3 separate regions of the Mus musculus genome follow, and regions 2 and 3 are each linked to region 1. Evidence: chromatin contacts called from public Hi-C and HiChIP or PLAC-seq data. All regions are on one chromosome and are shown on one strand. Each heading gives the region's core, a stretch centred on a gene start, on an enhancer-like site or on the middle of the called end of the contact. The rest is flanking DNA. Distances are from core to core; before and after follow the strand shown.

Region 1 (3,990 bases), core at 1,141-3,640:
TATGCCCCCCCCCCCAAATGTGTGATCTGACAGGATGAGCAACGTGTACACTTGGCAGAATCATTTTCAGGGGAACATGTGCTACTCATCACCGTCTTTGCTACTCAGCTTTTGAAATACGAATCATTGTTCTCTTATTATTATTGTAGCCATCTCTGCAGCAGGCGAAAATATTGAGAAAGTCTTAATATCTACATTAGCCTTTCAGCCAGCGAACCCAGGCACAACACGCAGGGTAGGGTTCTAGCCTGAGGATCCTTAGCATTTAAAGGAGTTGCAGATGCTTCCACTCACACACGGGGGTGTCCACAACACACTTAAGTGGCTGTCTGACACACCCTGAAGGGTTGTTAACAATAATAGGTTTGACATTTGGGAGGGGAAAAAAAAAAAGAACCATCAAAGTAAAAGCCATTTTAAGAGCAGGGAGGGAGTTATTCTTGCATAAGTGTTCTGTTCCATTAACTCTTCTCTGTTGGGCTCAGAGGGCAGCAGCGAGCCACCTCGGTCAGCTGCTGCTAAGTGTCACTTATGTGGAGCCCCTGGTCCCTTTCCATTTTCAGAACAAGAATAGGAGTAATTATAGCATCCCCAAATATATTTACTCTGAAGCAGCAACCTCCTCCGCCCCCTGCTTGGGAGTGACAGAAGATGGAATTTTGTCACTTAGGAACATTTTTTTTTTTTTTTTGACATTGGATGTGGAATTGAAACCTCAAATATGATTTTAAAGCTCGCTTAAAACAATCCGCTATTTTAATAGTAATTTAAGATTACATGTATTTGCGTGTGGCCTTTCCTGTGTGCCTGTGGAGGTCAGGACACCATTTTGGGGAGTGGTTTTCTCCTACAGTCCTGTGCGTCCCTAGGATCAAACTGCTTGGTGATAGGTGCTGTCAGGCCTGGTGGTAGGTGGCATTAGCCATCGAGCTAGCTGTGACCATTGTGATTGCCCATCTGACACACTCTAGAACCACCTGGAAAGAAAGCCTCTGACGAGGTTGATCTATAGGCAGGACCGAGGGTGGGATCATCCCGACTGTGTAATCGAGGCTGGAAGATGCCATCGAAAGGGGAGGGGCTGCACTGTGACTGTGATCCAGGATGGTGTAAAAATGGGGTCAGTGAGCCGAGCACACACAGGCCTCAGCTTCTGACTATGGATGTGATGTGTTGAGGTCCCTTCTCCCAGGACTTCCCCCAAATGATGGACTGCACCTGGAATTATACCCTTCCTCCCGTAAGTTGCTTTGGTCTACATGGGTGTCTTGTCCGCACACCACTCGAATGCCTGGTGCCCTCGGAGGTCAGAGGCGGCGATGGGTTCCCTGAAGCTGTAATTAATAAAAGTAAATGGAGCAAGTAAAGGCAAACTTTGCTTTTAAAGTTAGTGTGTGCGTGGCGGGGTAAGGAGAGGGAGAGAGGGAGGCTCATGTGCACAAATATGGAGGTGAAATAATTGCAGCCATAGTTCTTTATCCCTTGGGTTCCAGGAATAAGTTAAGCCCCGCCCTGACCCCTCCTCCAAATAGAACCCAGGGCCTCACCCACGCTATGGAAGTCTTCTAACACATATTCCAGCCGTGCTCATAGCACCTCACCCAACCCACACAAAACACTTTATATTTTGGAGGCATAGCTTTGCTGTCCTGGAACTTATGATGTAGACCAAGCTGGCTCAAACTCACAGAGATCCGCCTGCCTCTCGCTCCAGAGTGCCAGCACTAAAGGTGTGTGCCTGGCCCCGACAGGTGACATTTTATGATTCATTTGCAAAGGAAATACCATGACACAGCCAGCAGCAGTACTGAACAGTGTACCAAGTTTGAACTAGGAGGTAAGTTTAGGGGTGATGGAGGTGGCAGTTTTGAGAGAATAGGGATTGGTCCTTCCAAGGATAGGAATTTTAGGACAGAGAATAAAATGTGTTGGGCCTAATGTGGCCAGGCCTTCAGAAAATGAAGGTGCTAGCTCAGATTGATCCACACGGTGAAGAATGCAGAGGTTTGGGGTGGGGTGGGGGTGGGGCTGAAAGAGTGTCACCAGACACCTCCCACCCCAGCTGGATGCTGTGTTGTCAGGATCTAAGGCTGCAGGGATCAGGGTCAGCAACGGCAGGGCTGAAAGTGACAAGAGAAGCAGGGCTTGGTGACAAGGACAAACGAAGCCAGAGAGGACCAGCTTACCTTCTGCCCCTACGCAGTAAGATCGGTCAGCTTAAACTGTAAATCGGATGACTTCTTGTTCCACGTTACAGTCTCGTCTTGAAATTAAACATGGTCTCTCGCACTCTAGAAGGAATTGATTCTTGCTTATCTCTCTAATTCCCTTCCCTACAGTTCCACTCCACCTCTTTCTTCCTGAGTCCCAGCCACTGGTCACGTGTATACCAGGGCCTATGCGGCCTCTCCCTCCCTCTTCTTCACGGGGTTGGTTGGCTTTAATTCTGTAGGAGTTTAGCTGTAGCTGCTTTTGCAGGCAGGCTTTTTCCGATGACTCTACCTAGAGTTCTGCTTATTTTCTTAACCACCTCCACAGTCTATAGTTAGCGCGCTCGCGCTCACACCCACGAAAGGATGAATGAGCGAGCAAATGAGAAGATAACACTTACGCCCCTCCCCCTCCTCCTCTCTTTGCAGAATGGTGTAGCTTACTCATTTATTCAAAGTAGTATTGCTTATAGAATAACTTCTGATTACAAAGCAGCCTCTCTGAGCCAACAAGCAAGATATAAGCACCCAAGGAAGAAAACGAAGACCAGTGAAACTCAACAGCCCAGAGAAAATCAGAACTAAGGTCACTTCACTGATTACAGATTGTAAAAATTGTTCATAGCCATTGGGGTCCTATACGGTCATTTAATAAGTGTTTCTATTACGTATTTAAATCAGGTTAGGTATTAGTGTGCTCAGTCATCAGTTCCTTTTCTAATGGTCTATTTGGCTTTTATCTATGTGACTGTATTTGTGCGCGCACACAAGTGTGCAGGTGCCCAGGGAGGGAGGCCAGGAGAGGGCATTGGATCCCCTGGAACTGGAGTCATGAGTGGTTCTGAGCCATCTGGTGGGAATGCTTAGTCCTCTGTGAGAGCAAGTGTTCTTAACCTCCAAGCCATTTTCCCAGCCTCCACATCTTCCGTTTCCTTAAGGCTTAAGACGTACCCAGCTGTTATCTGCAGTGGCTCTTTGGTGCAGTACCTCCCTAGAACAGCTTACTTCTGTTCTGTAGCTCCTGTCATCCCTTCCTTCTATCCCTTCCTCCTTGCTGAACTGTTTCAGTGAATAGGAAAAATATGTAACTATACAAGGTCTATACCAAAAATAAACGCGCGATTACACCCAGATTACAGTACACTAGCCCTTTCCTAGCTGACGCTTTTCTATTTTGCGGCACACGGGTATCAATACCAACCCAATCACCTTCATTCTGCTTCCATAGAGTTGTTTTGTTGTTGTTGTTGTTGTTTCGAGACAGGGTTTCTCTGTGTAGCTCTGGCTGTCCTGGAACTCACTCTGTAGACCAGGCTGGCCTCAAACTCAGAAATCTGCCTGCCTCTGCCTCCCGAGTTCTGGGATTAAAGGCGTGCGCCACCATGCCCGGCCCACAGAGTTTTATAGTGCGAGGATGGACCGGTTCATTATTCATAGAGCTCACTGGAAAGTTTTGAAAGCTGCCTCTTCATTTTAAAAAGCAATTGAGAGCAATTATTTGTCTTTTCCAAACCTAAAGCAAGTGGCTTGTCCCTCAGAAGGCCTTTGGGTACAGCGGAGTCTGGATGCCTCTAGAAGTTTTACATCCTCTTGGATCTGTGCTGTTCTTCCCCCGACCTTGTGTTAGGCTGAGCCTCCCGGTCACAGGCCCACGCTTACCTGGTACAAATACGTAACTGTCAACCTGGTCTTTGACCGCCAGCGCTGTCCCGGGAATGTTTATCAATTTTGTGTGTGGAGGGAGGGGGAGGGCTGTGAGGTTGGCGAGTGAAAACTAGGT
Region 2 (4,078 bases), core at 976-3,475, 71 kb before region 1:
TACAAACTACCCAAATATTTTTATTGGGCGGCTAGCACTCATCACAGTTTGTGTTGGACGTCTTCTCCAAGATGTGAGCGAAAGCTTTCCAGCCCAGGTGGGGAGGTAGAAACCTGTGACAGACTGTAACTTGCTCTCAGCTGCTTCTGCAGAGACTGAGCCTCATTGTCCACCAGGGTGTGTTTATACCACGGGACTGGTGGCTTACTCAAGCGCTTGTACTTTGCTAGGGAGACTTGTAGGTTTAACTTCTTGCTTAGGAGTTGAGTCAGCTGTTGCTAACAACTGCCTTGGTCACGTGGATGCTGCCCACATGTGAACAACTGTAAACTTTAGGAGAGAAGACGCTTTATAATTTGAGACTTTGGGGCATCAGAAAACAGTGACAAAATTCCCAGAACAACTCTGGGCTTGCTTTGCTTCCGGAATCGGTGGTTAAACCAATCATATGGAGGAAGTGCTTGAAGACGAGAGCAGATAGGACGTTTTAGAGTTGAGCTGCATTCCGCCTGCATTCTGTGTCATCTAGTCCTGAGATACTGAAAGGCAGACAGACAGATTTCCCTCCTTCCCTCTCCCCACAGAGCTCCCTTGCCACTGCGGTTTTCCCAAGCAGTTGTACACGAGTCTAGGAAGTGTAGCCCGCCTGACTTTGCCCCTCTGCTGCTGCCTCTGCCCACAGCACAGTGGTCAAGGCCCCTGCTTGTGCTGTAGCAGGGGTAGCAGAGATCCCAGGAAGCCCGGGGGCAAGGCAGGCGTTACCTGTTCTGCTGGTGCAAGTCTTTGTATATGTGGGGTGATTCTGGTGATGAGTTAGCAGTAATAACTTCTTGATTGAGCCATGGTTCTAGAACTAGAACTTTCTGAACAGTAAGGTGAGACCCAACAGTTCTCCTTGATGGCTTGGTTTTATTAGGTGGCCTCATGGATCCTTTTCCCGCAGTGCCCATAGGTCGTTTTAGCCATCTAAGTGCTTGTATTATAGGCCTGTGCTGCCACACCCTGCCGAGTCTTTAAAGAGTTCAGTTTGACCTTTAGGACCACCTGGAACCCCTTGTAGTAAAGCCCTTTCTGCTTTAAAGGTTCGCATGTGGTTCTGTAGCTATAACCCCAGTAACTTGTGACTTGCTTAATCGGTTTTGGAGCATATCGTTGCCTCCTAGTTTTAAGTATTACTCTGAGCCTGAGATTAGTGAAGGCAGGTATTTCCTTTCTGCTATAGGCCGTTGACAGGGATGGTCTTGAAAAGGACAGAACAAGCTGTGAGAATGTCGGGCTCTCCTCCCTCCCTGTCTGTCTTCAGTTTTGGCAGACAAGATCTCACTGTATATCTGATTGACCTAGAACTTGTAATGTAGTCCAGGCTGGCAGGATCATCTTGTCTCCATCTCTGGAGTGCCGGGATCACAGATGTTCACCATCCTGCTTGGCTGGGCATTTCCATACATAGCACTGCTTTTTAGAGCTAAAGTCTGCTACCCTCCTGACACAGCACTCTTATTAGCCACCAGGAAGGGTCTGTATGTGCATTCCTGTGTAGATCCAACATCCACGTACCCAGACACTCTTGTGCAGTGAACATCCTGAGTGGTCCCTCAGAGATTGCAGACCATGAAGTGGAGTGCTGACGGTTTTACGACTGCAAGCAGAGAAGAAATAGATAGTCAGGGCTGGTATGAGCCCCTGGGAAGTGTGGGTAATTCCTGCTGCTGTGTGTGTTACCTGTTCATTGTTTCCCACAGGTGTTAGTCACTGTGCCATTGGCCATACTACAGAGAGGTGCCATCCAGTTTAATCCACCATTGTCAGAAAAGAAGATGAAAGCCATCAACAGCTTGGGTGCAGGCATCATTGAAAAGGTGACCTAAGTTTCCCCTTAGCCTCAGAGTTCAGAGATCAGTGCTGGCTGATAGTTTTGTTTGGATAAGGACCTGTTGTACAATTAGGCAAACAAAGGGGAGCAAGAATAAAACAGAGTGTAAAACAGAGTGTACTCTATACATGTATGAGCTGTCAGATATCCAATTCAGTCCATTAAAAAAATGGGGAAAAAAGATATTAAGAAAAAGTTCAGCCCTAGTTTTTAAAAATTCTGATGTAATTTGGATAAAAAAAAAGCCAACTAGATTCCGTTTTGACTTCTAGGAGCCTCCTAGTCAGCTCTCTCTAACCCTCAGAGAGGGCCTCATGGACCCTAGACTGCTTTCAGACTATGTAGCCTAGGGGTAGACTTGAAGTCCTTGTTTTCCTGCCTCCACCTATCTAGTGCTGAGATGATCAGCACGGTAGTGCCCAGCAGGGGCATGAGTCTGCTTAGCTGAGTCTGGCTTTGCTAAGGTGGCCCTTAGTTTGTTCTGCTTCCATGGCTGTCCTCCCTCCCAGGGAGCCCAGTGGTTTGTTCTTCTAGCCTTTGTGGTCTCCTTTAGCAATGCCATAGGTATTGGAAAGCCTCTTTAGTGGCATGGAACTTGTGGGTAAGTAAGAAGCTCCAAGAACTGCTGAGGTGGGAAGCACGGGCAGTTCTGAAGCAGGCGGGATTGTTTGAGTAGACACACAGGGTAGGTTGCATTTAGAGATGGCCTGTGACTGACAGAGTGTGCTTAGCCATTTCTCTGCTCACTTTCCAGATTGCCTTGCAGTTTCCATATAGATTTTGGGACAGTAAAGTTCAAGGAGCTGACTTTTTTGGCCATGTTCCTCCCAGTGCCAGCCAACGAGGCCTCTTCGCTGTATTCTATGACATGGACTCTCAGGTAAAATTCTGTGGTGTGGTTTGAGGGTTAGGGGTGGGTGTTATGTGCCATGCTCAGGAGGGAATGAAGATTGTGTCAATTCATGGTATGTAGGGACAGTGCCTTGACTGGGGCATTTCCTACGGAGGAGTCCTAGTTCTTGCCTGGCTTTCTCAGAAGTACCAGTTCTGTCCTGGGGTATGACTCAGTGCTCCAGAAACCTTAGTTCAGGTTGAAAGTGAATTGCTCAGGTACGGTCAGCAAGAGTGGACCAGACTTCTTAACTATTGTCTCTACTGAGCTAGAAGGCTGGATACAGGAGGTTCAGGTGCGGACTGATGGGAGGTAGCTGTGTGAGAGAGGTGGAGGAGCCCCAGGAGTACAAAGCCATGAGAAGCTGCCCTGCAGCTGTGCCGCCAACAGAGGAACTTGGCCGCTATTTCCTGCTCTTCCTCACGTTGGGGAAATGACTTAAGGGGGGTCTCACATGGAAGCGATGGGAAGGTTTAATTATCCCTGCAGATTTTTCTCCATCTTTCTGTTGCTTCTTACCCAATTTCATAAATAGCCAAGGGAGGGAACCTTGAATCTGACATGTTATTTCATGAGTGTTTTCTTCTTTCCAGAAGGGGGCGGTAGAGTGTGTGGGAGGGTAAGTAGTGTGCATGCGGAGAACTGATGGGGACAGAAGTGAAGAGAAAGAACAGTGGAATGGAGTGAAATGAGCTTAGGAGAATGAGGCCCTTGTCTGTGGAACTGGGCATTTAGAGCAAGTGTCCTGTGCTTTTCCCTGTGTGCTTGCAAAAGCAGCAGAGTGTGCTGATGTCGGTGATCACAGGGGAGGCAGTGGCGTCCCTCAGGACCATGGATGACAAGCAGGTGCTGCAGCAGTGCATGGGCATCCTTCGGGAGCTGTTCAAGGAGCAGGTGAGACTGGAAGCCATCTGCATTGGGGAACACAGAGGGGTCAAGGCAGGAGGCCACATCGTTCCTCCTTAAAGTTTCCCTTTCTCCACCTTAGTATCAGGCCACAGCCAAATGCCACCGCACAGGTGCTGAGACTTAGTTCTGCCAACTCAAGGTGTCTAGAGTTGGTCTCTGTTGGAGTCCTGTTGTAGATAATCGATATCCTTGAATGCTTTTCCTTCTGTATTCTAAAGACATGCATGGTCACACTGAATTAGGCCTTCTCTACCATCCCCACTGTAATTCAGTTACCCATTAAAGACTCACGTCTCCAAGGCCCATTCTGATGGGTTAGTACTTGAACTTGGGTCTTTGAGGGGCTACAACTGTCATCACTTCTCCTCTTCCTCCTTCCTCCCTCCTCCTCACACTTGTTTTCC
Region 3 (4,262 bases), core at 5-2,504, 120 kb after region 1:
TTCTCAGTGCTGTGATGGGCGGTAAGAGTCCAGAGTTTTCTAGTTATAGAATGGATGGCTTATGGTGCCCTGGCTAGCTTGTCTCCTCTCACAGGGTATGCCCCTTATGGCTCTGGTCCCTCCATTTTTATTTTTATTAGGCATTGTAGTCTTTTTATTTTTTAAATTTAAATTTTTTTTTTTTCGAGACAGGGTTTCTCTGTGTAGCTCTGGCTGTCCTGGAACTCAGTCTGTAGACCAGGCTGGCCTCGAACTCAGAAATCCACCTGCCTTTGCCTCCCAAGTGCTGGGATTAAAGACGTGTGCCACCACGCCCGGCCTTTTTTTTTTTTAATTAAATGAAATTTATTGGAGATAATTTTGACATGAACTTAACAGAGTCTGTCCTGTCCTTCCACCATGTAGGTCCTGAAGGCAGAGTTCAGGCTGTTAGAGTTGGTGGGGGTGGGGGTCAGGAGTGGCAAGGTGTGGAGCAAGCACATTGAGCTATCTTAGTGGGAATTATAATTATTTTTTAACCCTGCAGAACTGGTTATAATAGCTATATAGTACAGTACATGTGATATATAATATGTAATGGTATAACTGAAATAGGTTACAGAATGGAGTGCATTCTCCGTGAGATGCCTAGGATGCTACTGATTTCAGACAACGTTCCCAGAATTGAGATCGTTTATAATTCCTGTTGGGTCTCAGGTAGCTTTCTGACTCCTGGTTTTAGCAATGTGAGCAGGTGCTGTGGGGTCACCTGGAGTCCCTTGAGCATGGAAAGCTCCCTTGGGACATAGGAGATTACATAGTCAAAGATGGCCATCCAGTGGCTTAGGACCTAGCTCCACTGATACAGTGCTTGCTTAGCATGTGTGGAAACCTGGATGTAGTCCCTGCTACCACATACACAGGGTGTGGTTTCTCAAGACTATAATCCCAGCAGGTGGAGACAGGAGGATCAGAAAGTCAAAACCACCCTCAGCTAGATAGCAGATTCGAGGCCAGCCTGAAGCACGTGACACCCTGTTTATAAAAAGAAAAAAGAAAGGTCATTCAAAATCTCTGTAGCTGTCACTTGGCCGAAAAGGGACATTCAAGGAATATATGGGACAAGACATTGATGCTTTGGGGGTAGTGGGAAAATGTCAGCGGTGACGTATACGCTGTAAGCCAATTAGGAAGCATGATGATAGATGACCAATGGTGGACACGCATTCTGAAAATGTCCCTCCGCCGAGGCTGGCAGAGCTGTAGCAGACATGAGCCAGGACCTCCTCTTGGGCTTCTTCCAATGCTTGTTCTATTATGGGATACTCAGACAGAGAACTGGATAGCCTGGCTTTCCTTCCAGGATGCTCCCAAGCTTCAAGTGGATTCGTTTCCAAAGGCTAGACTCCCCAAACTTGACAAGGTTGCTTTATACATTTTTGGCTTCTTTGTTTCCCATATACGGTGACATAGAATTTGATTGGGTATTTTGAATTTCTAGGCAGTAATATTGAAATGGGGAGGGGGAGAGAAAGGGAGCTGAGGATCCATGTGACAGAGGGCCAGGGACATTCAAGGATGTTAACAGCCCAAGGGTTTGTTCATTCCTCGGGGCTCTCGGGGCCCCTACCACAGTAGAATTTCCTGGTGGTGTGTATGTGCCTGGCAAGTGGTTTGCATCCCAGCCCTAAGTTTGGAAATATCAACTGTACCTGCAAAGACAGTCTTAGGAGCATATGAAACACATCCTTTTACTTAAAAAGATCAGAAGGGATGCTTCATTCTGACTCCAGTGTTGACAAGCACTTTCAAGGGTGATACATAACCTGAATTGTTTATAGCTACTATATAGTCCTATTTTCTCATAGCAGTGATCACAGAATAACAAGACGTGCCATTTAGACTTATTTTGTGGTGCTTTGGTGTCCCCTTCTAGAATAATATTTGCATCACTCATGAGGCATAAATGTCACTATCTTCTAAATGATGGTTTAGCCAACTTTGATGACAGTGTGGGAAATGCTGGGCTGACTTCTGAACCTTGGTAAACTCTGTAAGTTCCTTGTTAGCTTGTTGTTTCTCACGTCTGTCACATGAGGGATGCTCGATAAACATTCAAGGGCTCGAATGCATGATGCCGTGTCTGGGCGTTTCAACTGTATCCTTTAAAAAAATAATATTGGGATTCCTTAAGAGTTTGGGCTGAATCATTTCTGATTCTGCAAAAAAAGAATATACATGATATAAAGCTTTTAGTGAGCAGGGGTAAGGTGGGTAGGTGGGGTGAAGGGTAGGGTGGAATGGGGTGGGACTGTCCTGCAGTATGGGCCATTGGCTCTGCCTGGCTTCAATGATATAGTTATGATGTCAGATCTATATAGCAAATAATATTTTAGTGACTAGTTTTATCTTTTCCTTTAAAAAAAAGATTTATTTATTTTATGTATATGAGTACACCGTAGCTGTCTTCAGACACACCGGAAAAGGGCATCAGATCCCATTACAGATGGTTGTGAGCCACCATGTGGTTGCTGGGAATTGAACCCAGGAGCTCTGGAAAAGCAGTCGGTGCTCTTAACCACTGAGCCATCTCTCCAGCCTTTTTCTTTTCCTTTAATAGAACAGACACGCATGCACGTGTGCATGCGCACACACACACACACCTTTGAGAAAGCTGTTGCTACTGAAATTGTATGCGAAATAGTATTCTGTGTATTTTTTCTGGGAAGACATACGTTTTAAGAAGCTAAACATAAGATTAAGTAATTAGTAAAGTCACTTATTTAAATTTTGGCAAAAAGGTGCTTTTGCATAACATCGAAATCAGAAGAAATATTGCTTTTGTTGTTTTTAAATAAAGCAGCACATTTATTTCATTTGCTCCTAAGGCTGAATTTTCAGGCACAGTTGATATTTCCAAACATAGGGCTAGAACACAAATCTTACAGAAAAGCCGAGGTCTCTCACTGCACCAAAGACTAAAGAGAATATTAACTAATTTTGTATTTACTCAGAGGCAGGAGGAACATAAATGGTCTTTTCTCTGACTACAGCTACCCTGAATGTTTTCTCTTTTCCCTCAGGTTTAGGATGCAAAGTCATTAAATCAAGGGTTTGTTTTCTGTTTTTAGAGGTTTTCACTGAATAAACTAGTGGGTGTTTGCCCGTGTCTGAGACAGTTCCCAGACCTACATGCCCGACTTTGGCAATCCAAGCCCCGAGGCTGCTAGCAAGGTTTACCTTGGCTTGGACCTGGGCCATGTATGACACTAGATTTTCTGGATATCCCAAAGCTGCCTGGCCAATTAGATGCAAATGCATCCGACACACCCAGAGCAGGTACTGGTGGCCAAGTTTCCACCGGCGGTCACTACTGATCGGTGCCTTTGGTTGCCTGTACATTGAGAAACACAGAAGTCTTCACTAACCTTTCATCTTGGACTTGGGCTAGTGGAGAGGAGACAGCCTTGTACAGAAATTCAATCTCTTGCAGGAGGAATGGTTATCCGATATCAAGTGGTCAGCCCTGAGATCATAGACATACAGATAACATTACAAGGGCTGAAAGGGTTGTATCTATTTATGCGCATATTAAATATACGCAATAACATAATTATATATAAAATATGATATATAAATAATAAAGAAAAAAGAGACTGAATTTGTGAGAGAGCAGGGAGGGTGTATTGGAGGGAAGAAGAATGGAAAGGGGGGAAATTATGCAATTATAAGTTCAAAAACAAATTACTATAAATTAAACAATAAATTCATTTTTTTTGAGTCGCCACTTTTGTTTCCTTTTTGTTCATGTATATGTGTGCGATCTGTGTATGTGTGTTTATGTACATGTGCATGAATTGGCCAGGGTTGACATCAAAAGACTTCCTCTATTCCTCCTATATGACAAGAGCACCCATCACCCACTGGGCCATCTCTCCGACCCCTTTGTTTTCTTTAAATACAGAAAATACAGTGTTAGGAGGTGATGGGGGCATGGATGGTGGTTAATACTAAGGGTCAACTTGACAGAATGCAGTTAGGAGACAAACCTCTGGGCATGTCTGGGGGGCATCAGTCATACCTAAGCTAATTAGATAGGACGACTGACTGCCTTAACTGTGGCTGACACTGGCCCATGGTCAGGGGTCACAGGCTGAATACAAAGGGGAAGCAAGCTGAGTACCAGCATTTATCTCTTCCTGCTTTCCAAATGCAGCTGCAAAATGACCAGTTGCCTCAAGTTCCTGTCTCCATGATAGACCGTGCGCCTTCAAACTGTGAGC

The links. Hi-C and Micro-C count contacts between places; a contact is called where the count stands out from the background. HiChIP or PLAC-seq counts read pairs in DNA pulled down with a chosen protein or histone mark.
Region 2: a contact with region 1 is called in a Hi-C map of liver, with 2.6 times the contacts expected there. The contact joins the enhancer-like site here to the promoter of A930002C04Rik in region 1. A contact is called at or near these places in 16 of 484 Hi-C or Micro-C datasets (the G1E-ER4 cell line, cortical neurons, embryonic fibroblasts and 6 more), 1 of 115 datasets of contacts at active chromatin or transcription factors (embryonic stem cells) and 1 of 9 other capture datasets (liver).
Region 3: an H3K27ac HiChIP or PLAC-seq map of heart atrium shows a contact between it and region 1, with 5 read pairs. The contact joins the enhancer-like site here to the promoter of A930002C04Rik in region 1. A contact is called at or near these places in 18 of 484 Hi-C or Micro-C datasets (the CH12 cell line, adipose-derived mesenchymal stem cells, astrocytes and 12 more) and 15 of 115 datasets of contacts at active chromatin or transcription factors (astrocytes, cardiomyocytes, differentiating embryonic stem cells and 10 more).

Annotation. Positions count from the first base shown.
Region 1 is chr13:47,146,280-47,150,269 of GRCm38.p6, forward strand. A930002C04Rik (RIKEN cDNA A930002C04 gene) reads right to left here and starts at 2,391. Exons shown (of 3, transcript NR_126083.1): 1 at 2,187-2,391; 2 at 1,219-1,334. It also overlaps a transcript of Rnf144b not described here.
Region 2 is chr13:47,075,641-47,079,718 of GRCm38.p6, forward strand. Kdm1b (lysine (K)-specific demethylase 1B) reads left to right here. Exons shown (of 21, transcript NM_172262.3): 17 at 1,743-1,859; 18 at 2,628-2,753; 19 at 3,543-3,659. Among named protein-coding and RNA genes, the nearest start is that of Dek, 29 kb to the right of the region's middle. Within about 2 kb of position 2,226, at least 3 of the 459 cell types and tissues checked have an H3K27ac peak or open chromatin away from gene starts, as enhancers often do. A contact at or near this core is called in liver, where this site is marked.
Region 3 is chr13:47,263,342-47,267,603 of GRCm38.p6, forward strand. No RefSeq gene overlaps it. Among named protein-coding and RNA genes, the nearest start is that of Gm52039, 28 kb to the left of the region's middle. Within about 2 kb of position 1,255, at least 10 of the 459 cell types and tissues checked have an H3K27ac peak or open chromatin away from gene starts, as enhancers often do. A contact at or near this core is called in heart atrium, where this site is marked.